Regions from separate parts of the Mus musculus genome. Here regions 2, 3, 4 and 5 are each linked to region 1. A link is a contact called in public promoter capture Hi-C data. All regions are on one chromosome and are shown on one strand. The core of a region is the stretch at or near the end of the contact, and the rest is flanking DNA. Distances in the headings are between cores, read along the strand shown.

Region 1 (5,838 bases), core at 778-3,277:
ATGAAATCAAAGAGTGTATTTCTGAAGCACCGGAAAATAGAAAGGGCGATTTCCCATCCATTGCACATACAGTTGTCCATTCTTAATGCGTCTCACGTTAATATATAACTACTGCTTTAAGAAGAGTTCAGAGTTTCTAAATCAATCTGAAAAAACACTTGATTCGTACAAAAATAAAAAGCAAATACTCTTTGGTTTAGCAAGATGTTTGTGATGGGCGCATTAGCAGCAGTTGGGTCAGGATCCTTCCCTTGGACTTTCATTTGATAACTAATTGTATGGGCTTTCTAGAAATGCTGCTGTTTGGACAAAAGTAGTATCACGTTGAATTTTAAAGTGTACCAGATCGCTGTTACACAGCAAGATGCCTCATGCCCACTTCTATAGGCTGTGCTGGGATCATGATACTCTACAAAAACAGCTTTATTTTCCCCCCCTTTGGTTGCAATAGGTATTAAAATAAGGTCGCATCTTACTCAGATCCTGGTAGAGTAAGCTAGTTGGCTAGTGAGGCCTGGGATCAAATTCTCAGCCATCAAATCCCATATCAGAGATGATGCAGCATCAGAAAGGCTCATGTAAGGGAGGTCAGCAGGCTGCACTCTAGCAGAGGTGCACAGCGCTTACAGGGGATAGCAAGGAAGTGATGACTTGGGGAGAAGTAAACACACACGGCAGGGTGGCTTGAAAATTCGAATTGCTGTCAATTTGTTTCCAGCCAAACATTTCAGCGTCAGAACCGAAGCTATAATACGATAGCCCCTCAGTCAGAATGCTGTGAAATTCCATCTTAGAAGACTGGAGGAAGTATTGAGCTATACACGCTGAAATTCACAAGGGGCATTCTTATGCTGCTCAGAAGTTTTCCTGAGGCTTCTTAGCTAAGGTTTGCATTCTTGCATGGGAGTTGGCCCGTAAGAAAGTGTGTATATCCACTATGACCCATATGAAGTTCAGTACCCAGGAAGTCGAGCTACAGAATTCTGTTCGTTTCCCTACACATAAAGATGCCTGGATCAGGTAGCATCTACCAGAACTCTCTCCCCTAGAGCTAATGGGCAGGGAGCGAATCAGATGAATTTGTCGCCTATTAAAGCGGAAAACCTATCCCTGAATAGAGGGCTCTGCTTGGAGACTCTAGGTTGTGCATGGGTCGCTAAACCTGGCTTCCTCGAGAGCTGTTAATAACAAAACTTCCTTAAGCAAGTTTTCAGGGCCCTTCATTCATCTCGTGCATGCTCTAGTAAATGTTGGTGCTGCTCCTGGGATGCCCCCAAAGCCAACCACTGGAGACTGCGATTCCCAACCTTAGACAGGCAAGTGCACACAGGTCCGACCAGTTAGGTCTCAAAAGCTGTGGGTTTTTTTTTTTTTTTTTTTTTTTGATGGGGTGGATGGAGGGGAATGTGTGGTCTGTGCACAATGGTCGGTGAAGTGGGGCACCAGGATGCGAGCTTCCCGAAGAGGTAAACTTCCCCGGGCGAAGACTGCAAATGACACAGGCAGGGACCCCAGGGCAGGCTCGGATGACCCTGGGGCAAAAAGTGGCAAAGGAGGTGAGATGGACTCTGCTGCACGGAGCCCGTATCAGCCTCACCTTTGGGTGGACTGCGCTGCCCATCGCCCTTCTAGGGCGATCCCAGCGCAGGGAGCTCCCCGAAGGGACCCGAGCTTACCTGGAGGTAGGGCCGCCCGTGGGCCACTCCGCCTACCACGATGTCTGCCGCGGCCATGCTCCCGGTGGGCGAGAAGCCGAAGCCCACGTAGCCGTTCGTGCGTACCTCCAGACGGAAGGCCAGCCTCTCGCCCTGCCGGCCCCAGTGCAGCCAGTACTTGCCTTCGGGATCGAGGACCACGCGGTGCGGGTACGAGCGGCCCGGGCTTCCCGCAGCCGTCGCGGGGAGCAGCGCCCACAGCACAAGCAGTGGCCAGCCGCACATCCTCCTGTCCCGCGCCGCACCTGGGCTGCAGCCACTGGGGGGCGAAGACCAGGGAGCCCAACTTGGGACCGCCCCGGGGCTGGCCGCGCCCGCCCGCTGTCCCCGCCCCCGCTGGTTCTGGGTCCTACCAGGAGACTCCCCAGCCTCTCCCCAGGCATCCACCTGCTGCCACCGTGTATCCTATTTTGTCCCTGAAGTCTGGGTTAAGAGGGCAAGAAGGCAAGGAGCTTCCTGGAAGAGGCGGAGAAAAGGGGACCCAGCCGGGTAGAAGAAAGGAGGGAAAAAAAGGAATCGATGTGCAGACTGGGAGGGACCTAGGAAAGGAATTGGAAAGTGATGGGATAGAAAAGCATCCCTCTCGGGACCATGGGAGGGAAGAGACAGCTGGGAAAATCTGGGGTGCGGAGGAGAGAAAGGGAAAGCACCCCCACCCCCCAGATGGAAACTGCGCAGTTTGCATCCCTGGCAAACTTTTGACTTTTGACTTTCCTCACTGGAGCTCGTAGTGATGCCTGCTCATCCAGCAAGGAAGGCACACCCTCATCTTCTTCTCCCTTCTTTCAGTCTTTCCTCTTCTGGGAGGAGGCAGGGCTGGGGAGGGGGGGGGGTGCAATTCTTAGTTCTCCTGCTGATTTAGCTTTCCGTCGGGTTTTGATTTCTTCAGTTTGGTGGTGAAGGAATGATTTCTGCCTATACAGAAGAGGATTAGGTCAAGGTCAGCTTTCCTCTGAGTCCCTTTATCCCTCACTCTCCAGCCGCTGCCGCCACTGATCCTTTTAAGTTCTGGCCATGGTCTTGTTAGTCTCAAGTCTTGCTTGGCTTGTTGGTCTTTGAACACAGCACTCCTGTATTCCAGATGCTCAGTACTCATACTGAGGGCACATTAGATTCCTCATTAGTTTATATACACTTTACCATATTTCAGAAGCAAACTCTTGTCTGATTTAAAAAAAAAACAAAACAAAACAAACAAAACAAAAACAAAAACCAAATAGGATAACAAATACCGGGAGGACAGACCAAAATACCGATAAGAATATAGATAAAGCACACTGTTGCTCTCTGTACTATTTCTATCCAAGTGTATGTAGATGTCAGTATAGGATGTGTGTGTGCGCGTGCGTGCGTGCACACGCACGCACGCATGTTTCTATTGCTTAAGGTTTCTATTGCTTCAATCGAAACCACGACAAAGCAAGCTGGAAAAATAAAAGGGTTTATTGGACTTATTGCTGTTCATCATGTAGAAAGTCAGGGCAGAAAGTCAAGCAGGAAAGAAACCTGGATGCAGGAGCTGATATTAGAGGCCACGGAAGGGTGCTGCTTGCTAGCTTGCTCCTCTTGGCCTGCTTTCTTATAGAACCCAAGACCACCAGCCCAGGGATGGCACCACCCACAACGGGTTGGGCCCTCCCTTATTAATAACTAATTAAGATAATGGCTTCCAGGCTTGCCTACAGCCCCATCTGATGGAGGCATTTTCTTAACTGAAGTAAGTTCCCTCCTCTCAGATGACTTTAGCTTGTGTCAAGTTGACACAAAGCTTCAAACAAACACAGTGTGTGTGTGTGTGTGTGTGTGTGTGTGTGTGTGTGTGTGTGTGTGTGTGTGAAAGAAAGAGAAAGAGAGAGAGTTCGTGGTGTGTGTGTTTGTGTGTGTGTGTGTAGTATGTGTGCTTGTGTGTGTGGGGTATATGTGTATGTTTGTATGTATCTGTGCATGTGTGTGTGGTGTGTGTATGTTTGTGTATGTAGGTTTGTATGTGTGTGTATGTTTGTGTATGTATATTTTGTGTACATATGTGTGTATGCATGTATATATGTATGTATCTGTGCAAAACCTGTATATCTTTAAACTCTGTTAGAAGGTATCAAGCTTAATTCTTTCTGAAAACCAATTTATATTTATATGAAGTTAACTATTTAGTGTGGAGCTGATGTTGTAGAAAATTTCAAAATATTGAAGTTAGAGCTCTGATTTAAAGATGAAGTAAAATCTTGCAACACGGGAAATAACTATACACACTTAACTCCTTTTTACCTGTGTTGACTAGAGTACTTCAAAACCTTCTGATCTATTTCTCAAGTATGCCCCAAATCTGCCACTTTCTCTATGAAGAGAAATGTTTATTGTTCTAGTTTTCCAGTTTATTATTCCTAAAATAGCCACAATGATGTCAATTAAGTTTTATATTAATATGTACATTATATATAAATATAGTCTTTTCTGAAGGCAATTTTGAGATGGAACTGCCTCCTGAAGGATTTGGGCAGCTGTCTGGAGAAATAATTTGTTCCCAGATAAGAAGGGGCCACTGTTCACAAGGTTAGCCGGTGACAACAGGACAGCATGAGAAAAGAGGGATGTGAGGATCTTGGGTCAAGTTAGAGCTAGCAGAGTATTGAGAGAAGTGGAGCAAAGGGAACAGAGCCCCAGTGCAACTCTGGGGAGGTACTGAGGACAGCAACAGATGGTGGCAGCCTTCCAACTTCAACCATCTACCAGGCTTTGGCTGATGTTGCTGGATTCCACCGGGAAGAAGGAGTGATGTCGTTAGAAAGAGTAAGAAAGCCAACGATGGAGACAAGAGAAATGGGCTGCTATGTCACCGGAGGCAAGCTTCCTATATTGAGTATCCTGTGCCCTCAATGGCAGGGATGTCAGAATAATGAAAGCTAAGCTTTCTGTTTTGTAACCGTTTTGTTACCCTGGAAATGAACACATCAGTTATATGTGCTTCTTGTGCATTCCCATTAAAATTCCAAATTCACATCTGCCAGGACATTTTCTGTCTTGTCACACAATGATGCCACACCTTATAAGATTTCATCCCATTGCTTGCCCCACTTAACCATTGGCTCTGGGTACATGAACACTGCCTCTAGTGTGGGTCTGTTTTCTGCCAGACAAAACAAGAAGGTGCTACATTCCATTTCATCCTCGGGATGCCGGGTTCCCAGCGGACAGTAGCCTAAGATGGGGGTCCCAGCGCAGGTAAGAAATGACACAAGCTGGGCCTAAAGTTGGGGTTCCCAAACTCCAGGACACCCAGATGCCGCTGGAAACCACAAAGAGGGTGGTAGGCACTGGGCAAGGGTGGGGGGGGGGGGTTGGGTTAGTTCAAGGGTGAGTATACAGAGCACAGAGGGACCTTCTGTGGGAGACTTAGGTGGCTCTGTATGACAAAGGCTTCCCCCCACTGCGGTTCTTGAGAAGAGAGACAGTCCTTGCTTGCCCAAACTGTTTATTCATTGTTCATCATGGAAAATGTGTGAATACAACTTCATCAGGGTGGACCGGTGGTTAAATACCTTTTGTAGGAAGGGATGTCTGGGAAGGTAATCTTATTGGCTAAACACTGGGAGTCGGCCAACCTAGTTACCACATTAGGATGGAGAACTCCGGGCTCTATGCTATGTGACTAGCTGTCATGATCCTCATGTGGGGTGTCATGGTCACATGCTCCAGGACAGGAACCGAGTTAGGAGTAGATGAAATGCCAACCATTCTCAGATATGAGAGTTACCGGGCGGGGTTTCCGAATCCACTCAAGGTTCTTGGTTTTTGTCTGGTGACACTGTCCCACTTGCCCCACAGCCTACCACTCTCAGCCGACAGAGGTGTTGGCTCATGTTCCAACACCTTTACAGATTGCTTGCTCTGCCAGGATTGTCCTTTCTCTCCTCTGTTCTTGGAAATATTTCCTGAGCCTCTTTGTACATGTCTCATTCAAGTGGTATCAATTCCTCATTGGCAGTGCATGAACAGTTTCAGGTGTCCTATATCACCCAGAACACTTTAGTGCATGTGTAGTCTGTGTGCATGCTTGGTCTCTTACCTGCCCCATTGCCTAGCGAACAGACAGGCAGAGGATGGATACTTAATGAGTATCTGCAGG
Region 2 (5,310 bases), core at 906-3,405, 270 kb after region 1:
GTTCTCAACCTGTGGGTCACCACCCCTTTGGAGACCCTTTTACAGGGGTTACATATCAGATGTTCTGTGTATAAGATATTTACACGGCAATTTATAACCGTAGCAAAATTGCAGTTCTGAAGTAGCAACAAAATAAATTCATGTTTGTAGTCTGCATTAAAAGGTTGCAGCATTAGAAAGGCTGAGAACCACTGCTTTAACACAGCCTGTGTAGAGGAGGGTCAGGAAGGACAGAAGCACCTAGCATAGAACTAAGGCATTCCAGAGAATCGAGTCGAATAAAGCAGTTCACTAAAAGCACCAACAGATCATAAGGATCTTCCTTTGGGTTCTTAAAACAGAATTATTTATTCTGGCATCAGTCTTTGACCCATAGGTATGCATTTATTTCATCTTACACTTCATATTTCTTCTGCACAGCTTTTTTATTGTTGTTGTTGTTTAGCAGCCTACATACTGGATACAGAGTTAATTAATCAATGGACATATTGATTAACTGGTTAAAGCTTTTAGAAGGATTTCTTAGCAGCATACACAACTGCAGTTGCTGAAGTGTCATAGATAGACCAATATTTGCAGCGACCTGGTGTTTTGTTACTTTTCTGTTGCTGTGTAGAGACACATGATCAAGGCAACTTCTAGAAGAAATGGTTTACTGGGGTATAAAATTTCCAAGGGTGAGCCCATGATCACCATAATGAGAGCATGGCAGTAGGCAGGTAGGCATGGCACTGAAGCAAGTAGCCAAAGGCTTACATCTTGATGCAAGTTCTAGGCAAAGAGAAAGCCCAAACTGGGAATGGCTGGGCTACTGAAACCTCAAAACCCACCCCCAGCAACACTCCTTCCAGTAAGGCCACACCTCTTAGCCCTCCCAAAACACCTCTACCCGCTGGGGGGGGGGGCGGGGGGGGCAACATAGTCAAACCTGTGACCAACAGGGACCATTCTCATTTAAACCACCACCCCTGCTTTGCTAAGGGTCAAAATAATGTCTTTCACTTTCTGTATTCAGTTCTTATTTATTATCGTTTTGGTTTGGTTTGGTTTAGTTTGGTTTGGTTTGGTTTGGTTTGGTTTGGTTGGTTGGTTGGTTGGTTGGTTGGTTAGTTGGTTGGTTTCCTTAATGTGCTTCAGGAAAAAGATTTGCAGTGTCTGAATTAGAGCGAAATATTTTTCCTGACACTATAAACTGAAGAGCTTTCCGAAACCACGGGTAAAAAAAGCCATGGATGAGGGGGTTGCAAGTAGAGTTGAAGTACCCGAGCCATACCAGAAGATCCAGCACTATGATGGGCGTGGAGTAGTCTAAATATGGATCAATCAAAACAGCCAGGAAGCAAGGCAGCCAGCACGCTAGAAACACCCCCATGACGATGCCCAGGGTCTTAGCTGCTTTCCTGTCCTTTTTCTTAGACAGGTTTTTCCCTACTGCTCCTTTTGTGTTCGCAGGCATATCGCTGAGGGCTCGAGCATGTCGTCTAGAAACAATAAAAATTTTACCATAAATACCAACCATGATGGAGCCAGGAGTGAAGAAGCAGGTAGTGAACAGTATGGTCCCCCAAAACTTGTTGAACGTAAGCGCACAGAAATTGAAGCAAGCAACAAGAATCTCGTAGCTCTGCATACCAGAAACATTGGCCTCTGACAGAACTAAACCAAACGAAAAGAGAGCTGGGGCTGCCCAGCAAAAAGCCAGCAGTCTCTTGATCATGGATACCGTCATGGTGGTGGTGTAGTGCAAAGGGTCACACACTGCATAAAACCGGTCGATCGCGATGGAGCACAGGTGGAATATGGACGTCAGGCTTAGCATCATGTCGAAGCTCGCGTGGAATTTGCAAAAGCTGTCTCCGAAATACCAGCAGCTCTCCACTGATCTCACCATACTGTAAGGCATGATGACAAAACCCAGCAGGAAGTCCGTGGTTGCCATGGAGAGGATCAGAAAGTTGGTGGGAGAATGTAGCTGTTTGAAATGCGATATGGAAATGATTATCACTAAGTTTCCAAAGATGGTGATAACCATGGCTCCAGTCATAAACAGGTACATTATCATGCGGACACGGAAAGAGCGATTGGTGGGAGGGCAGGATTTATTTCCAAATTTTGGACAGCTGGATAAGTCTTCGGGAATGTATATTAGATCCATGGTGTTTTATCCTTCAAGTTCCTTTCCAGGATGAAGTCAGGGTTTCTTCTTTTGTTCAAATTATCCCAGTGAACTTCACCTGCCAGGAGTACATTCATGTTCAAAGTCATCTGCCTTAAATTCACACTAAATACCATTAATTTAAAAATTCAGAACTAGGGGCTAGTGAAATAGCTCAGTGGTTAAGAACACTGGCTGATCTTCCAAAGGTCCTGAGTTCAATTCCAAGTAACCGGAAGTCACCTCACAACCATCTATAAAGCGATCTGATACCCTCTTCTGGCACGCAAACAGAGCACCCATACATGAAGAATAGAATACATGTTTAAAAATTCAAAATTATACCTACTGTGCTTATTTTCTGCATTAGAAAAATGAAAGATGAATAGTTCATTCCTGATCTTTTTATTCTAGTTCTTCCTTCCCTCCTTCACTCTGCTATATTGCTTTATTTTTGTAGTGAACTGGAAGATTGCCAAATAGCTTTCTTTTCTTTTCTCTTCTTTTTTTTTTCTTTCTTTCTTTCTTTTTTTTTTTTTTTTTTTGTGGACATTTATCTTAAGCAGCCTCATTTCAAGAACTACAATAAGTTTAGATGTATTCCACCATCAAAATACTGAATACGTAAAATCTTAAGTCAAATCACAAAGTCCTCTCCTGTGTGTTTGTTCAGTAATGCGAATCCTTCACATGCAAACATTCCATAGACAGTTTAGGCATCAGAAATAACACACTGCTCAAGGAAAATGTTCATAATCATTTTAAATAGTTTATCATTGGGAGATTTTATTTTCCTAGTTTTGGTGTTGAGCTGATAAAGCTGGCATGTTTGTAGACACGTATACTTACCAAAAGTCGGGCAGGTAATGCAGTATATTGTTATGTAATTAAAACCTATCAACATTTCGCTAGACACCTTCATTTCAGCAGGAGGCATAGTGACTCCACACTGAACTTTAGCTGCATTCTCTAATTAATTTCCTTCGCCTTAAAAATGAAAATAATGCAAGCTATGTTAGCTGCATTCTCTAATTTCCTTCGCCTTAAAAATGAAAATAATGCAAGCTATGCTTGAACTAAAAACTGCATCCAAAATTCTATCACAGAATGCAAATATTTGTGCACGTTACCGAGTAACACAGACACCGCCATTCTCTTAACATAACTACGTCCAGTTTTAGGGTCTAGATCTAACTCTGGTTCTTCGTCTAGTTCCACAGGTCAGAAAATAATGTGAGCTCTACACAGTTCACTAAAGAGTCGTCTCAGAGCATAAAGTGGCAGCTCACTCCAGGACTTAGGAGGCTGAGGCTGGAAGACTGCCAGAATGTCAGACCTGCGTGGGCCACATGGTGAGTTTCAACAAGGAAGTGAGACAAACAGACATCCAGACAGAGGAGTAAGCACCTTTAAGCACAAATCGCCAGATTTAAATTCTGTAAAGACTCCAAACCATTCTTTGGGTGGTATTATAACTGCATGAATAATTTTATAAAATAGAAAAGACTTTATTATAAAGTATAACTGACGTGGGCACACTAGGAAAGATACAATACATCTCCTAGGATGTGTGACTAGATCTTTTCTGTTCCCTTCGCTAATTGCCAACATTAAGACTGCAACAGGAAAGATTACTTGGAGACCACTGCAGGACTGGTAGAAGGGAGACTATATCCAAGTGTCACACTGAAAACAAACGTGGGAAAAGGGAAACATTTCTCCTATAAATTTACTTTGTAAGAACATGCAGCAGTTGATACTGATAGCATCAAAAATTACAAGCAGCAGCAACTGCCAGTTTTTAAATGATTCTTGTACATTGACAACAGGTAGGGAGGTAGTTTTTGAACGCTATCTTCTGAAAAGCAGGTACGAGCAGGCTAAGTACTGTTAGATGCTTGATGCTTACACAGGATGATGACGGCAGCTTGAACAGGACAGAAAGCTGAGAGAGAATCATGATGAGCCTTTCTTACAACTTACATTAGATGTGGCTTTCTTTGAAAATTAGTAAAACAGAAAGTATCTACCAAAACTAAGCACAGGACGCTTTGTTAGATCTGATAGCACAGAATCTACTGAAGGCATCCTTCGTAAGGACCACGTTTGCCTTTTGAGGTAGATGAGGGGGAGAGTCTGGGAAACACACCTCGACTGGCCCTGCAGGTATATCAATGTATATTCAGCATCCATTTCCATGGAAACTCTGATGTAGCTCCCCTCCCTTCCATCCCCTTGCTGCACCTTGCTGTGGTCTCCGTGCTGTCCTAAGAATCAGCACAAACAATATTAGCTTCCAGAAGCTTTCCTGTTTGTTTATTTGTTTGTTTGTTTGTTTATTAATGTATGTTCAAGGGAGGGCTTCTCTGCGTAGCCCTGATTCTCCTAAAACTATCTGTATGGTCCAGGCTGGTCTCAAACTCAGAGGTCCTCCTACCTATGCCTCCCAAGTGCTAAAATTAAAGGCTTGAGTTGGAAGCTTGTTTTAAAAACTCTCCCAGTTGAAATAAATCTTACAAAAATAATTGATATAACTATAGAAATTAGAAGCTGTTTCAAATATTCCTTTCCTTCTAGTACTGTGTTTTGTCTTAATGTAAATTTCTTGAGAAGTGAGATAATATCCCATTTATTTGCTAAACTTGATGGCATAATACAATGTCATCTATAGGGCAGGAATAATTTGTTAAATAGTATGAAGTTAGCTCCAACATATCATTGAAACCTAATTAAATAGTAAAGCACTCTGTCTCCTGCCACTCTTTAATCTGTCTTGGAAAATTTTAAGATAATGAGGAAATAGGAAATGCTGTTTAGAAAGTAGCAAATAACCCTTGCCTCCTGCCTCTCCCTCCCACTCCCCCAAATACAAGCAAAACTCAGATAACGGTAAAAATTCTAGATATCTAAAAGTTTCAAAACTACTTAGACCAAATTGTTCTTCTTGCATATTGTTCTATTTTGCTTTTTGAGACAGGGTCTCACTCTGTAACCAAGGCTGGCCCGGATGCCACAGCCACCATCCTTCTTCAGACTTGCAAATGCTGAGATTACAGACACAGCACATCACACCCAGTCTGCCAAACATGTGATTGCTTTATCGCATGGTCCAGCTATTGCATATACATGAAACATCTCAGATCTTGAGGGGGGGC
Region 3 (6,033 bases), core at 1,068-3,567, 490 kb before region 1:
TCCAGACCCACGTTGATGTTTTGTGTGCCATGATCTTATTATACTTTGGAATAAGATGCCTCGGCCCTGAGAACTCAGAGTAAACAAGACTGAGGCAAGACTTTATCAAAGGCTGTGTAATGTGTGTGGGTAAACAACCTGAACGGCGTGCTGGACACGGTTGTACTCTTCTGATTTTAGAAGTTTAATTAGGTTTTCATAACTACCTATAAAACCCCATGGTGCAGGCTAGGCATCAACACAGGGCAGAAGCCACATCCTGGTGGCCTGTTTCCCAGGTCCACCCTGCAGATGGGCTACATTGTGTTTGGTTTCAAAAGTGTTTAAAGACTCTGTGTGTGTGTGTGTGTGTGTATGTACAAGATTTCTAGAAAACTCACAAAAAGATTTAAATTTCCTTCTTGTTTTTAAAAACTCTGAGTCTCCACCTTAGACATATAATCCTTGGCAACTGTTGCTAAGAGGCCAACTTGCTCTCTTTCTGTCTTGTCTACAGAGGGCTGTATCAGTCTTTAATGCTTCCTGGCTGTCCTCAGCTGCTTGAGACATTGTAACCTTGCAGACAGCATTGGCTTTTCCAATGAGGACAGTAGAAACGTCATTAATTGCTTTGGGTTGCTGACAATACACTTATTCGATTTTTCTTTTACACTCAAGGCCGCTTTGGAAACTGTCTGTTGAGCGCTTTTAGAAAATTTGACGTGTATTTGGCCAGTTTCAGTGGAGTAAAACTTTGGCCTTCCATCTGGTTTATGGAAACATTCAAATAATAAAAAAAAAAAAACAACCCAGAACCAAGTTTGGGGTAAAAAGTATGTTTGAGTATGAAATGGTGGACCTGTTTCTAGTGGGTGGTTTGTAATGTAGTGATAATAATAAAAAATAAACTAAAGATTGCTTTTGAGGGTGGCCTTTTCTCCTGCTGTCACTCATTGGTCCTACTGTGTGGCTTGGGTATCTATATGCAGACCCTTCTCTCTACGGTTTAATCCTACTCTAGCCCCTTGCTGACTCACCCCATACTATATATACATATATGCATATATATGAAAATGTTCACATTTTAATACATATGGCATTCAAAATGTTGATTCATTATTAAATGTCTGAATGAATGAAGTCAGAACAAATTGAAAGTGTTCACATTGTTTTAATTTATTTTTACCTCTCTTTATCTCTCTGTGTGTGTGTCTCTCTCTCTCTGTATGTCTGTGTTCCGGTTTGTATCTGCACACATGCATGAAAGTGGAAGTCAGAACTACCAATGGTTGTCATTCGTCTGAAGCCCAGCTCACCTTTTTCTGGGACCCTTTCTTATTAGCCTTGAACTTAGCAAATAGGCTAGGCTGGCTGGCTGGCCATCCCTGGGATCCATATGCCTTTGCCTCCTACTTTGGGATTACAAGCTCAGGCTACAGGGTTTTTGGAGTCTGGGATTTGCCCTTAGAATCTCATGCTTGCGAATACCAGAACTTTACCTGTTGATTGCCCTCCCCAGTCCGTGCTGACAGTTTGAGAGGGGACAAACCCAATTTACACCCGTTAAACTTCAAAAGTGAATGTGATATAATGTGATGTATATAAACAAAGCAGGTAAGGGATGTCTTGTTAATTTGTGATTTTTCTTAGTCACTGTGTTCAGTCACATTGCTTCTGCTTTTGGGTTCTGGGAGGTGTGGTTTTGCTGATGGGAAGGAGTGTAAAGCTGAAGAATCAAAGGTGAAACAAATCCCATCAAGAATTAAAGCCTACTGCTCACGTTCTGTTTTAAAAATAAGCTCATCACATAGAGTTAGAGTCTTGATTCTGCTCATCAATTAAAGTGCTGACTTCGGAGAAGCAAGACACAGACACCCGGAAGCCTCCGGAAGTCTAAAATAGCTAATATGTAAATATAATAGGATAGCAACCCCGGACGCCACACATCCCATATGTGTGTTTGTGCAAACCCATCAGTGTTGTGTAAACCCCGTGCCCCACGTTTAGCAGCTCCAGGTAGAGAATTTTCGTTTGCACTTGTGGGAGAAAAAGAAAGTCACCTCCCCACGCGCTCGTTTGCATTTCCCTGGTCAAAGCAGGTCTGCTCCCGGCCACCGGTGTCCGGCCTTTGAGACCTCGGGGGTCGCTGCATCCTCTCACTTTTGGGGCTCCAAGATCTCACACTCTTTGCAGACCACACAGCGATTCCAGTCCAGTCCTCGTTGGGCTACGCGGGGGGATTCCGCAAGGGTTCGTAGGGTGCCACGATCGCGGGCGGGGACAGGGTTTGGGGTGGAAGTTAAAGACACGCCCACGTCAGGGACCCAAAATAGCCCACGCGCCCAGGGCCCGAAATCAGACAGGAAGCCAAATACCCGGGGCGTTGAGCGGCTCGGGCCGGAGCGCTGGCCGAGGGCTGGGAGCCAAGGGTCTGGCGGGGGCGGCGCGGGGCGGGGCGGGGCTGCGAGCCTATTAAAGCTCGGCCCGCGGGGGCAGAGCGGGGCGATGGAGCGCGACGGCGACCAGGCAGGGCACGGGCCCCGGCACGGGTCAGCGGGAAACGGTCGCGAGCTCGAGTCACCAGCCGCGGCTTCGCTGCTCGCGCCCATGGACCTAGGAGAGGAGCCGCTGGAGAAGGCGGAGCGTGCCCGCCCTGCCAAAGACCCCAACACCTACAAAGTGCTGTCGCTGGTAGGTCGGTGCTTGCCGCGACCCGACACCCGGGAGGGGCGAGAGCGAGCAGGTCGGCACCCGGCATGGGAGAGCGTGGGCGCCTCCTGCGCCGGCACCGGGTGACCTGCAGGGTCCTTACCCCTCTCCCAGCAGGAGCAGGCTGCTAAAATAGTCACCTTGACATACCGTCCTCTTCCCCCAGAGAATACAGGACATTTGGAGGCGGAAACAAAAAATCGGCTAGTCTTAGGATAGCGCAGCGATGTTTGTAGTCTTTTAGGTGGCGTAGGTCAGGGTACAGGTGGTGCTCGTGGCTTTAGGTGAATTTATTGCAGTTGAAAGATTTATCACAGCTTTTGAAAGTATCGGGAACTTTAGAAAACACCCATGCTTGGCTCTGTAGTGGTATTTCCAGACAGTTATTTAGAAGCCCCATTGACGTTCATGTTTATGTGACTGGGAAGAGGCCCGGGATTCATTGCCCACTCTTTGAACCACAGACAGCGCTGTTTGTGTGTTGCCCGGAGGCACAGTTGCCTGCTATATCCCTCTGCTCTTCTGTTAGACCAGTTGTAGCATCCACAACCAACTTCTGGAAACAGGACGCCGATTTTCACTCGGGATCTTCCTTGGGTCAGAAAGGCTGAGTCCTGTGTGGTGGTTCTAAGTATTGGTGGGGACTTCCATTATTCTTCTCAAGCTCCGCTGTGTTGTGTTAAAATGAGAGCGCATAGCATAGTTTCAATGGGACTGACTGCGGGAAATAAATTCAGAACTGAAGGAGGAGGTAGTTAGTTATTTTATAGTACGTGCAAACCACAGCTTTCTGTGACTAGCACACCCTAAAACATATTCTTACACATTCTGGCTTGAGCGCTGTTTTGTGGAAAAATCTTTCCGATGTTTAAAGTCTCCTTTTGACATCATTTCCATTTCCACTGTTCTTAGGTTCTATGCAGACACCGTAGCACTTTGAGAACCAGAATCCCGAGACTTAAGGGATGGTGTCATATCCTTAGTTTTTTAAAAATAAGTCTGAGGTTCAAAGAAGTCTCCCAAACCGCAGGCGGCTGTCTCCCAGGATATAATTTTGTATCGTATGTCACTCATATGATATTGATGGGCATTTAGTGAGTTTGAGTCTAGTAAGACTTTTTGTTGTATGTTTTTTAATGGAAGATCGCAATTGTTACAGGACTACTTAAATTATTGAGTTTCAGTACTCTTACCTACTGTGAGATACTCAATGAAGACACACTGAATGTTTATGAAATTGTAAGGCATATTTATAAACTTACTATAAGTCATTGAAGGGTTTCCAGTTATTGAATTCAGTTTTACTCATTTGCATACAGGCCCACAATAGATGTCAGCACAGGTCCACCTGTAGATCACAGAGTTTTCACTCTGACACCTGCGGTCGCTTGGTTGGCCAGTATTCCAGCATTACAAACGGCTCTGATGGCACACTTCAGAAATTGCTGCATGCCCTAGAATCTCCTCAAACAGATCAACTATGAATATTTGGTATATTTGGTTACGGCATATTTTATGAATTAGAACAAATTCTTGTCTCAGATAATTTTTAGATATTTATATATTTTTAGTTTATGTGTGTGACTGTTTAGCATATATGTGTGAATATATTACATATATAATTTATATAAATATATATTATACACACACACACACACATATATATAAATATCCCCCACTCCAGCTGTCCAATGTTCTCAACAGAGGCCCAGAGTAATGTAATAGTTCCTCCAATTCCATTGTATGTATGCACACACATGAACACGCACACACATATATACATATGTATATACATATATGTATACATGTGTGTATGTTTGTATACCTTGTGTGTGTGTGCCTGGTACCCACAGAGGCCAGAAGAGGATGTTGGATTCCTTGGAACTGTAGTTTACAGATGGTTGTGAGCCACTATGTGGGTGCTGGGGACTGAACCTGGGTCCTCTGTAGGAGCAACAAGGTACTTACCTGTTGTGCCATCTCTCCAGCTGCAGCTTTATGTCTTTTGATGGACTCCAGAGAGGCATAAAATATAAGCCGCTTCTCACTGGAGCTCTTAGTTCAGGACTCAGCTGGAAGTGAAACCTATTTTTTCTCTTTTCCTCCTCTACTTTAATAACCCTCTATCAGAAGCCCTCAAAGGAATTTGACGACTGTCATCAAAGAGCTCTGGGACATGTTTTCGAGAGACAGCCTTAATTATTGGATTTATCTTGTTTCTTTTTTCAGATTAAGCATCAGCACATTTTGTATGAAGTTGAAGAATCAGGTTGGACTAATTGCATCCTGGGGTTAGGATCAGGGAGGCCCCCCACTCCCTGGCCACAGGATTCTAATCGGACAGGATAATCACAGGGCTGCTTGCAGGGGGAGGATGAAGTAGTGATGATACGATCGTGTGCTTTTCTTAGATTTTCTCTAATTAGTGAAAAGAATGTAGTTACATCAGAGTCAACGGAGAATGGGGATCTCGTCCTAGCCTTGCTTGCCTGGGTGATGCTTCATCTCAGGACTTTCTGCCTAGGTACTCAGCAGGTCTAAGGAAACAGCAAGAGAGAAAAACAGGCACTGCTCTCAGTGTCCTCTGTGACGTACGTGTGTTAGCATTCCCTGGCTGCGTTGAACTACGTTGATAATTAAGTTGCCAAGGGAAAAGGCTGAGCAGATCGTGGTATGAAATCAGGGTAGCAGAGGTTCCGGTACATTACTTTGGGCCTCTGCTGAGAGCGCTGGGTGTTGGAGGGGGAAATGAGGATGGATGAGCAAACACAGATGGAGCCTAGGATCCCACAGTCCCCTTTGACTGAACACCATCCATGACCCACGAATCTCCCACGAGGTAGATTCTAGAATCTCCCACCTCCTGATAGCACTGCCCTGTGGACTAAGAGTTTTATCTCATGAAGCTTTGGGTAGATATTTGCAATCTGAAGTATAGCAGTTACATATGAAATGCCCTTGCCTAGGTCCAGATCAAGTTTGAACTGAAATATTCACTCCTAAAGTTGGGCTCAGGTATTTATCTAAAATACCATTGCTCCCCATTCTAGTTCTAAAAGGACTAGTAGCTTTCAAGTAGTTTGCAGTGTGAGCTCTAGTAGATCTTCTAAAGCATTACTCCCGTTAAAGAGCTCTTTCTAAGAGGTAGAAGTTGGCCTTGGTCTAGCTAGACTAGGGTTAATTCTCTAGCTTCTTCCCTCTTCCCATATCTATCCTACAGTATTCAGAATAACTCTCTCAGTCGGGTTTGGATCGACATTGTCCATTGACTTTCAAATTTAACATGTGCCTTCCATGGCTTTAGCATTTTATTTCAAGATGACCAGGCTATCTCCAAAGCTAGAA
Region 4 (5,247 bases), core at 2,047-4,546, 330 kb after region 1:
CCTGTCTCCTAGATACAACTGCACTGCAGAACCTGTACTGACTAGTCTGCAATTCTGTAGTCCATTCAACAGCCCACAACGTAGTTAAATTCCTCAACTCTGATCTGATTAGTAGTGTCTATTCTCCGCCCAGCCCCAGCCCTAGCCGGCTGCCCTGTAGTAAGGCTGCCCTGCCACGCTGCCCTGCACTGCGTGTAAGACTGCCCTGCTCTGCCATGCCTCTCCATTCTGATGTATGATGTCACCATGAGTCTAAAGGACTAGGCCACGTGAGCACAGATTAAAGCCTCTGCAACTCCGAGTTTCCTTTTAAGTTGGTTTATGTCCACTGTCCAGTGATAGAAGCAGAGATCTGACCAACACAGGAGTGTCTTCAACTCCTGTTCCTGGTAAAACAAGAAGAGGCTCATAACTGAGCTGGGCGTGGGCTTGTTTTTTTGTTTTTGTTTTTGTATCTTTGAGAATTTCTTATATGTCTACAGTGTAATGTAATCATATCTGTCTACTCTCCTCCTCACGTCTCCCCCTACTCGCTACCCTCTGCATACTGTTAATTTTACCTTTTAGGGTTATCACAGGGTATCCAGTTTACTTGAGGGTCTGGGATCTCCTCCAGGTATGGGTAGATCGTATCCCTGGTGAAACGCACACCGTATATGCCATCTTCTGGAGTCACAATAATGTGCGCACCCTGTTAGAAACAGAGAGTTAAAACACTTCTCAGGCACACTAACTCGCAGAGGTGGGCTGCAGAGTTGAGGGACTGAGAGGCCGGCTGGGCGTGGTAGGAGAGCTCAGTGAGTCAAGGCCAGCCTAGAAGACACGGCAAGCTCTAGGACAGTCAAGGTGACATGGATGACAAGATGGGGGGGATGGATACTTTTCAGTCATATTCTTCAGTTTTCTCTATTTTTCTTTTCCCAAGCTATTTGCTTGTGTTGTGTTGTGTTGTGTTGTGTTGTGTTGTGTTGTGTTGTGTTGTGTTATGAGGCAGGCTCTCATGTAGCCCACCCTGGCCTCAAACTCACTGTCTATATGGCATAGATTTAGCTTAAAGTTCTGATCCTCCTGCCTCTGCCTCTACCTCCCACGTGCTGAGATCACATGTATACATCTGCATTTCCCACACACTTTCTTTCTTTCTTTCTTACTTACTTTCTTTCTTTCTTTCTTTCTTTCTTTCTTTCTTTCTTTCTTCCTTCCTTCCTTCCTTTCTTTCTTTCTTTCTTTCTTTCTTTCTTTCTTTCTTTCTTTCTTCCTGGGTTTTTTTTTTTTTTTTTTTTTTTTAGATTTTTCGAAACAGGGTTTCTCTGTAAAGCCCTGGCTGTCCTGGACCTCACTTTGTAGACCAGGCTGGCCTCGAACTCAGAAATCTGCCTGCCTCTGCCTCCCGAGTGCTGGGATTCAAGGCGTGTGCCACCACGCTGGCCACTTTCATTTTCTAATCCTGCCCTATCACACCGGTGACTTTTTAATGCACACTAACAGCTGTCTACGCCATCCAGAGCTCTGCAATCCCTCTACCCCTTAATTATAAACCCATTCCTCTCCCCCCCCCCCCTTCAAATCAACCCCTTTTTGAACTTTGGTCAATTGTGCCTGGCTCAACTGGATTGATTCACCACTCAATCCCTGTTTGGTACCTCAGAATTCTCCTGCATTTCAGGAGATAGGACACCGTACACTGGTCACCTAGCCTATTCCTTGCCTAAAGGCAATGGGCACTTTGGGATTGGAGAACCACCTTGAAGATTGCTGTGGCCTTTAAAGAAACAGTTGGACTAAGGGTGAAATATCAACATGTAAATATATATATATTTAATTAAATAATATATTATTTATTATATTACTATATAATAGTAATACACACACATATTAATTAGTTGGCTACTGGGTCTCACTGTGTATGTAACCCTGGTTGGCCTGGGGCTCACAGGGATGTACCTTCTTTGGGGGCCCTGGGAGTAAAAGCATATGCTGCTATACCCACCACACTGGTGTGTTTCTATTTGTTACTGTTAACCATACTTCACATGTCCCTGGTGTATAATTGACCTCTGAGTTCTTACTTAAACCCTTCTATCCAAACCACACTCACATTGCAAAATTTGCTTTAAACTTCACACTTAGCAGACATAGTGCAATTAAAATGAACGGATGACTATAATACTTAGTGTCAGGAGTTTGTAACCAGTTTAATTATTTCAGGCTGTAAGCTAAATGTCTGTGGCCATGCACTCTGAACACCCCAGATCTTGTAACTGTAAATGCACCCAAAGAAGGTATGCTGAAGTTATTTCAGTCTTAAAAAAACAACTGAAGGGGGCGTGGCTCAAGAGATGGTTCAGTGGCTGAGATCACTGGACCCAGATTCAAGTCCCAGCACCCACAGAGCAGCTCCCAACTTCCTGAAACAGTTCCGGGAGATCCAATACTTTCGTCTGACCTCTGTGGGTACCTGGCACACATACGGTGTGTACTCGCAGGCAAACCACTCACACACATAAAATAACCATTTTTCAAAAAGGGAATAGCAAATGGTCTCTGCTGTGTTTATAACGTTTCTTTTATATATAGCAGAAAGGAAAACCCAAAATGCTATTTCGTTCCTCAAAGTCTTGCTTAAATAATGAGCAGAATGTTATTTTCAAACTCTGTTCCCTTCCTTTGTTACGGATGTGTAATAGTGTGTTTAATAATTTTGAGGTGAAAAGATTCTAACTGTAAAACAAAGCACCTTGGCTATGCTAATGTAGTGAGCGGAACTGACCCCCGACAGGCACCCTGTTTCCCGAGAGCTATCCCTATCCCTACCACACGGTCCCTCCCCCATCCTCAGGACTCGGTACTCATCCTCAGGACTCGGTACTCGGGAGAGAGGAGATAGGATACCTGCTTCGCTGCAGATACGATCGCTCCTTCCAGAAGGTCCAGATTCTGGTTCATTAATGCCAGAGCCTCACTGTGAGACACTGGCAACAGGGTGTCCTTAGGCAGGATCACAGCATGCTCGTAAACAGCCGCGAGGAAAGTATCCAGCGAACTGGCTTTTAAGACACAGAGGGCAGAAAACGCTGCAGCACACGCCAGCCACCAAGACATGCCCATGCTGAAGTCCAAAGACTGCGGGAAACCAAAACCTTGCAGGATACTTTTATAAACAAGGCATGAGTCACGTGGTTCCCAGACCTTGGTAGCTTCAAAAAATTTTTTTTCAAAGTTAAGAAAACTTTGTCCCTGAAAGCAACAGTTTCAGAAATGTCCTTAGTTCTCTGGTCAGGAATGCAGACAAGAACAGAGGTTACTTATCGCCTCCTAAGTGAGCCCCCACCCACTGCCTGGAGGTCACACGTGAGGTTATGACAGGAATCTAGTCCCTGTCTGGTAAAAGCTTTGGAACCGTATCTTCAGATTTTCAGTGTAAACTTGTGTTATAGCTATCTGCCAGTTTCAGCCCATCTCCAAACAGATTTTATGATTATCCCGTCAGAGGGGAAAGTTACAGAAGCATTGATTAAGGCTCCGTGGAAGCCCACTGTGGAAAGCTATTTCTTTGGCTTGGGGAATACCTAACATTCCAAACTACCTACGAGATAAGAGTTAATAGTCCTTCTGGGCGTGGGAAGGTCAATCACCTAGCCAAGGCACTGCCCCTCAGAAAGGTGGATTCTTTTTAAGCCACGCTAAAGAAAGAGACAGGAAGAACAATCATCCCTAAAAAAATATTATGCTGAGAGGGCAGTTGCTCCAAAGCCATCTTAAGGTTCTGTTGGCTCAGAAAGCTGTTCTCTCTCTCTCTCTCTCTCTCTCTCTCTCTCTCTCTCTCTCTCTCTCTCTCTCTCTGTGTGTGTGTGTGTGTGTGTGTGTGTGTGTGTGTGTGTATCTGGCTGTCTTTGGCTTTCTGGCTGTCTGTCTCTGTGTCTGTCTTTGTCTCTCTGTGTCTCTCTTCTTCTTCTTCTTCTTCTTCTTCTTCTTCTTCTTCTTCTTCTTCTTCTTCTTCTTCTTCTTCTTCTTCTTCTTCTTCTTCTTCTTCTTCTTCTCTTGCTTTCAGATGCTAGCCAGAGGCAGTTTGTGTCCAACCTCCAAGCCTAACTCAAAACAACAAGGCTTTGTAACTTTGTCCCCTCCTCCTCCTCTGCACACCTTCTGACATTTACAGCTTGCCTGCCCTGGGGTTTTCTTTAAATTCAAATAAAAACTCTTCAAGTTTTGTTTTATTTTTGTTTGTTTTGGAAAGGTGAAAAAACATTGTGAAGCTGAGTATAGTGACACAGGCCTTTAATCCCAGCACTCAGCTGTCACTTGAACTGTGAGTTCAAGGCCAGTCTGGTCTACACAGTGAGTTTCTGGACAGCCAGGGCTGTATAGTGAGATCCGGTCTGCAAAACCAAAGAAGAAAGAAAGAAAACATTGCATCTTCACATTATTCTAAGAAAACAAAAGAGCTTCTCTCTCAGATGAGGAACAGGTAAGGGGTCCTGTGTAAAGTACCCAGGCCTGCTACCTGGCTACGTCGTACTGCGAGCAATGTGAAGAACATGGGTATATTGTATCCTGGTAGCAAAGTGAGCCTCCAGCCAAGGCTGTAAGAGCGGACCTGCTCCTGTCTCTCTCTCTTTGGCATGTACCTGACTGCCTTCCTCCTGTGTCTCCAAATGATGAGCATGTGTGTGTTTAGATTTCTTCTTTTCACAAAGTCACCACACAGTGGATGTGGTACCCAGTCCACTCCAGTATGACCTCCTCTTAACTGATGGTATCCTGAATCCTATTGCTTAATAGAGCACGTGGTCACATCTTGATGAACTGGATTTCAGCACAGGATTTTTTTTTTCTTGCAACACCTGTGTTTTAGAATTTCAACATGTCTAAGTAGTGTAAAGAGTAACTAGCTTTACAATTTTGAAGTTATTAAACTATCTCCATGTGAGCACTTGAATGACTTTTGGGCACAGTTAAGTCCCAGTTCACTTAGTGGTGACCTCTTGCAGCATGCCCCCTTCTTGGTGGATAGGAGACTACACACTTTGTCAAGAGTGATGAAAAACAGCCAACACATGGTTGTAGCCACGGTCACTCCTCCTGAGAGACCCAGAGAAAGGGCAGAAGATGGAGAACCACCCAAGTATTATAAGTAGTCACTACCTAACAGTTTAGGAATGAGTTCTCTGGGACAAAATTTGAAACCAGGATGAGTCCTAGACCCACTAAGGTTTTTTTGTTTTTTTTTTTTTTTAATGTGCATAT
Region 5 (5,564 bases), core at 1,926-4,425, 370 kb before region 1:
ACACTCTCAACAAATAAACTGCCCCCCACCCCAAACCAGTCATAATCAAAGAAGCAGCAAGCACTTCCTGGTAGGAATCGGACCTTACCCTGAGCCAGCCATTTCTTAATAAAGGCCATTTGTTCACCAACAGGGATTTGACCACATTTCCTACTAGAAATCTGACTTCCAATACATAGCTTTATCACCTGCACAGCATTTGTTCTGACAGAGAGTCACTCAGGTCACAATTCCCACTGCAGTATCTCCTTTGTTTTGAATCACAGATAAGCTTCGTGTCCTACCTATGGTGTTTGGAGTTTGAGGCTATCAGTTTAAAATCCCAAAAGCACTTAAAACAAAAACAAATGACTTTAAATTAACTTAGATAACTGTACAAATATATATATATATATATATATATATATCCACAATATTTACAATATCAATAAAAATCTGGCTTGTTACAGGCAAACTTACTTGCCACAAGCTGTCCAGTCTAACAGACAAGGCTCTGACTCCTGACAAGTGTCACTGGAATCAGAATGGTCAGAGCTGAAACTGCTGTTCTTAAAGAACAGCTGGACTCAGCCTCATCTAGTGGAGGACACATGCTCAGCTCTCGCTAGAGCAGGTCTGTCTGCAAGCATGCTATAATTTCCCTCCCCGGTTACACTCCAAAAAGTAGGCACACTGCTGCTTTTAAAATAACCTCAGCTAGTACCTGTCTTTCTTTCTCCTGGCATCTCCACTGTTCCAGGAGACTCACCTCAGTGTGCATTCTGGCACTGTGCGCTAATGAACAACTGTCAAGTGTAAACTGTCTCGAAACCAGTGTCTGAGGTTGACAGACTACTTGTATGGCCATGACATAACGTTCTCACTTTGGTGGGATAGTTCCTCCCACGGTAGTTAAAAACACAGATTTAAATTAATGTGCTACTGTAATTGTTTTTACAGAAGAAAATGAGATGCAACTCAGTTCAAGTTATAGTCTAATGAGTTCGTGTCCCTTACTTCCTGGCTTTACGCCATGTCTCCGTACATCTTCCTGTAGTACAGGGACTCAAAGATGTCATTGTCCCCAGGACAGTTGTAATGGCAGGCACAGGTCTTGATGAACATCATATTCTTTTTCATGATCTCGCCATCGGGGCATTTGAACTCCACTGGCAGAGTGGTGGTTCTGTGCGGTGTGCAGCAGCGGCCGTCTGTGCACACCCCGCAGAACTTAGCCCTGTATGTCTTCACACTGGTGCAGCCAGAAAGCTCAAACTTGACAGGCTTGGCGATTTTAGGTGTCCGGATGCACTTTTTGCCCTTCTAAGGAAGACAGAAGGAGAAACAGCAATTACTACAACGGGAGTGGCCTTCCTCAAGCCTTTGTAGACTAGCCCTATGTCATCTGACTTGTGTTTATATTCTGAGGGGAGAGACTGGGAGTTTCATTTGCCAGTTTTCCAAAAATAGCCATGGCCTCATTTGGAGTGTCTTGAATTAACTAGCACCACGGGGAATTTTGTAGTGGAAAACTGGCAGCTGTTGTTACAGCATCTCTCATTCTAGCCAGACAGCTCCATGGTTAGATATTTCTGGAGACAACAGGCCTCTAATAACATGGGAGGTGAGACAGCCAGCTCGGTTCTCTTCCCTGTCATTCTGTAAAACGGAGTGACTAGGGGCAGAGGATGTACCTTAATGTTTTCCTCCAGGTCAGCTTCGCAGGGCCTGACCATGCAGAGGCGGCTCTGCTTCTCCAGTCTGCAGAAGGTATTGTCATTGGTAACTCGGGTGGAGATGCCCATCCCACAGGTCTTAGAACAGGCGCTCCACTCTGTGGTCTGGACCAGGCAGTTGGCTCGCATCATAGTTGGGTCTGGGCCAAATGTGTCTTCCAGTCGGTAGGCTGTGAGAGCAGAACACACAAACACAAGGTAAAACATCCGGATAGGACAATTTCCCCTTAATTTGGTGGACTTGGGCATTGGCCCTGAAGTTGGGGAGAATGAATAACAGTAACTTTGAAGGTGACAACTCACCAGCTAGGGCAGGGCCAACTGCTGTGCGGTCCTTGGGCTCGTCACACACCCACTCCTCGCAGCATTTCCCAGGCAGCTTGACCCTTCTCGGGAAGGGGCAGTCAGGGCTGGGCAGGCGCACGTCCATGCTGCACAGGGGCACGCAGCCCACGGCCCCATCCAGGCAAGTGCATTGGTATTTGCAGCTGCTTTGGAAGGACTCACCGCTGCGGTACACCGACCCACCGAAGACACAGGGTGCACCATCTTTGGCTGCGGGAGAGGAAGACAAAGTTGTAGGTCAGGCGTAGGGTCACAGGGATCAGAACAGCTAGCTATATCACTGTACATGTCAAGGTGACGAGCTAGGGTCAGGACTGCAGGGGGCCGGTTGGAAGCAGCTGCGGATAGGGGCTTTTCTTTTTCTAGAGGGTATCACGCTGGACTTGAGAGAGGTGGTGGTCCAACACCAAAAGGTGAGGCCTCTGCAAAGGGGGCTGGAATGGGGCTGAGGGTCTTACCAGTGCACACTCCGATCTTGCGGTTGGCGGGGGAGCCGAAATCGCAGAAGAGGCCCTTGTGTGGGTCGCAGGGGTCACGCTCCGTACACAGTTCTCCCAGCTGCTTGGCGCAGACGCGGCAGCAGCCGCAGCCGTCCAGCACCAGGCTCACGCCGGCGGGGCAGTGCGGCGCTGCTTCGGCTGCGCACTGACATTGCGCGCTGCAGTCCTGGCCCATAGCAGGCTGCGGAGAGGAAGGGGAGGGAGGTCAGTCTGTGATCGCAGCTCACTCTGCCCTCCCTCCGTCCCTTCCGTCAGTCCCGGGGCTTACCCGGGTGCAGAGAGCGAGGAGCACCAAGGCGAGGCTGATGGGACCTGCGACGGAGGCGAGCATGATCGGGACGCGGTAGGAGGATGCACAGCAGGGTGCAGAGGCGACGAGAGGCGCGGCCGGAGCCTGGATTCGGACAGGGGCGGAGGTTGGTGTCTGGACGCTCCAGGCGGTGGCGTCTGGGGTTGTCGGCTGGGCTGGGGCTGCTGCCGTCTGGAGGAGGTCGGTCTCCTGGGGTCGGAGCTGGAGTGGATCTGGCTGAGTCTTCTTGGAGAGAAGAGCTGTGTGAGACTAGGCGGGCGGCGCTGGCTTTTATACGCTCCCGGGAGCCGGCTCGCCAAAGAACTGAATGGAGTCCTACACAAACAGGGACATTCCTCACATTCCTCCCCACCTTCCTGCCTCATCAACTCACACCGGATTGATCCTGACCCCTTGACACTCCACATTCCTCCGTCTGAAAAAGCTGGCACACTTTAGCTCGCCAGGAAAAAAAAAAAAGGCGCTGTGTTTCCAGCACAACACCAAGAAGTAAAACTTTCTCCATATCATCTTCTCACCCCTCCTGATGAAATATAACTTAGAAATAAACGATTATTTCTCTGATCTTTTCTTCTTAAAAATCTCTTTGCCAGTTCTGGCTACTGACATAAAAACTTCTCAAGACTCAAATAGCTCAAGAGGCAAATACCATGGGCCCCTAGAAATTAAAAAAAATATTTTTCTTTGTTTTGGATTTTTTTTTTTCTTTACGGGGCTGTAGTCTCTTGGTGTTCTTCTACTGAGAGGAGAAGGGTGCTTATAGCCATTTGAAATGCCTCCTCTCCTCCCAGAATTCCTATGTGCAACTTTTGTATCTGAAATACAGGCATTTGATCTTTGGTCACTGGAGATAACCATTTTGATGGCTGAAAGATATGAAAGCCAAGGATGTAGGTTCCCAGGGAGATTTTCAGCACTCTTTATGTAAGAACTTGTCTTCAGGGTCCAGGGAGGCAAGGGGAATGACTGGGCATGGCTTTTCTAGAAAAATAAGTTTATGAGTTCAGACCAAATGGCTGTGTTCAGAAGCTAAGTGTCAGGGAATATAGTGGGAGAAGAAAGAGGTATAAGGAGGCCAGTAGGGGTTCAGTTGGGATATTTTAAACATGGCTGTACTGAGGTCCAGGCTTGGATTTTTTTTTTTTAACTTATCCTAAAACCCATAATCTAACGATGTTGTTGGGGTTTGTTCTGTTTTGAAGTAAAGCACTTGTTTACATAACAGCAAAACCATAGACGGTTGTATCTAGTTATAATCCGGCTATAAACTAAGCATCAGTGCATAATATATTTTTACTGACTTCCCCAAGTGTCTACAATTAGTGATGAAGCCTCTTGCTACTCAAATAGCTTGCAGGCTCGTGGAGGGAGGTTAAATCAAGGAAAGCACAGCTTTATCCCCTGCTCGTGTGTTGATGTTAAAAGTAAACAATGTATCTAAGCTAGTCTCTGTTTCTTAGAACTGCTACTTAGTTTCTGTAAGGACCAATTTTATACACTGTGCATTCATTTAGGACCTGTGTTGTTTATTGGCTCTCTGTCTGTCTCTCTTTCTCTCTCTCTCTGTCTCTCTTTGCGTGTGTGTGTGTGTGTGTGTGTGTGTGTGTGTGTGTGTGTGTGTATGTGTGTGTGTGTTTATCTCCAATTCTCATTGGACATAGAAAGATTCTGGGACCATCCCATGCTTTCCCTAAAGCTACATCATTTGTCACTGGCTTCCTCTCATAGTTGGTGTTTCTGACTATAAGTTTAAACTGAGTATATCGGCAAAGACTAATTTTGGAGACAACACACTATAGATTTATAACATGAAAACAGCCCATTTAAGTGGGCCAGTTTTAAAACTTTTTCAATCCATCCATGGATGATTAGCAGGGGTGGCGGGGGGCGATGGTGGGAGGGGGTAAGGGAGTTAGCCACTTCAAGTGGCTGACCACATCATCTGCACACAATTACCTTGTTAAGCCAGCCACATGCTGTACAGTGCAGTTACATGTCAACAGCGAAAGGTGTGAGTGGCTTGAAGTGTGAGCAGCCTCTGCAGTGCTGGAAGGATTTCTGACATTGTTATTCAATGTTCTTTCCAAGCATTCCTCAAAGAGAAGAGGCCCGAGACTTCCTATTTAAAGAAAGAACATGGCAAGTTATGTGAGTAGCCACATGTGTAGTATAGGCAACTTGGCCTTGCACTTTTGCTGTCTTCTTTGATGATATTTTTTTTTTTAAAGTCCAAACTATGTGGGAAGCCACAGTGAAATCTTTCAAGTCTTAAACTCCCAATTATATCTACCAGCAATGGTCAGAAAGGTGGAATGAGTGAGGAAGGGAAGGGAAGGGAAGGGTGAGGCTCATCTGGGGTGGGATGTGGGCTCTGAGGTGAGCTCTCTAGCCTGCAATGTGATGAGGGGAGCCAGGAGAGTTGGAGCAGTCTCTGAAACCACAAGTCCACCTGAGAGCCACCAATGGCTTGCTGTATCCAGGGGGCAGGCTCAGTCACAGGGGTAAGTGGTTGGGCTTTTTATAATTGAGTAACTTGGGCAGTGTTTTTAGAACGGCCATTCATAAAGCTAAGGGAAGTCACAGAGAGAAGCCCGACCGACGCCCACTCAGAACAGGAAGATAAGAAGTCTCGATTTCGTTGCTCTCAGTGAGGATTAACCACCTTTAACTTCTCAGGAAACAGATGCGTTGTGT

The links. Promoter capture Hi-C pulls out the DNA fragments that hold promoters and counts their contacts.
Region 2: a contact with region 1 is called in a promoter capture Hi-C map of stem cell-derived epiblast-like cells, with 4 times the contacts expected there. The contact joins the promoter of Taar3 here to the promoter of Moxd1 in region 1. A contact is called at or near these places in 7 of 39 promoter capture datasets (the 3T3-L1 cell line, the C10 cell line, cranial neural crest and 3 more), 1 of 115 datasets of contacts at active chromatin or transcription factors (embryonic stem cells) and 1 of 9 other capture datasets (liver).
Region 3: a promoter capture Hi-C map of embryonic stem cells shows a contact between it and region 1, with 8 read pairs. The contact joins the promoter of Enpp1 here to the promoter of Moxd1 in region 1. A contact is called at or near these places in 3 of 39 promoter capture datasets (cranial neural crest, embryonic stem cells and hippocampal neurons).
Region 4: a contact with region 1 is called in a promoter capture Hi-C map of stem cell-derived epiblast-like cells, with 4 times the contacts expected there. The contact joins the promoter of Vnn1 here to the promoter of Moxd1 in region 1. A contact is called at or near these places in 3 of 39 promoter capture datasets (the C10 cell line, hippocampal neurons and stem cell-derived epiblast-like cells).
Region 5: a promoter capture Hi-C map of hippocampal neurons shows a contact between it and region 1, with 3 times the contacts expected there. The contact joins the promoter of Ccn2 here to the promoter of Moxd1 in region 1. A contact is called at or near these places in 3 of 39 promoter capture datasets (cranial neural crest, hippocampal neurons and liver) and 2 of 115 datasets of contacts at active chromatin or transcription factors (astrocytes and epiblast stem cells).

Annotation. Positions count from the first base shown.
Region 1 is chr10:24,219,706-24,225,543 of GRCm38.p6, reverse strand. It overlaps Moxd1 (monooxygenase, DBH-like 1), which reads right to left and starts at 2,027. Exons shown (of 12, transcript NM_021509.5): 1 at 1,677-2,027. The coding sequence starts at 1,940.
Region 2 is chr10:23,946,403-23,951,712 of GRCm38.p6, reverse strand. Taar3 (trace amine-associated receptor 3) reads right to left here and starts at 2,155. Exons shown (of 1, transcript NM_001008429.1): 1 at 1,124-2,155. The coding sequence starts at 2,155. The coding sequence ends at 1,124.
Region 3 is chr10:24,708,443-24,714,475 of GRCm38.p6, reverse strand. Enpp1 (ectonucleotide pyrophosphatase/phosphodiesterase 1) reads left to right here and starts at 2,317. Exons shown (of 25, transcript NM_008813.4): 1 at 2,317-2,670. The coding sequence starts at 2,485.
Region 4 is chr10:23,892,737-23,897,983 of GRCm38.p6, reverse strand. Vnn1 (vanin 1) reads right to left here and starts at 3,296. Exons shown (of 7, transcript NM_011704.3): 1 at 2,893-3,296; 2 at 561-691. The coding sequence starts at 3,108.
Region 5 is chr10:24,593,053-24,598,616 of GRCm38.p6, reverse strand. Ccn2 (cellular communication network factor 2) reads right to left here and starts at 3,175. Exons shown (of 5, transcript NM_010217.2): 1 at 2,829-3,175; 2 at 2,519-2,741; 3 at 2,019-2,270; 4 at 1,674-1,885; 5 at 1-1,302. The coding sequence starts at 2,891. The coding sequence ends at 1,006. Gm15270 (predicted gene 15270) reads left to right here and starts at 2,814. Exons shown (of 5, transcript NR_163910.1): 1 at 2,814-2,976.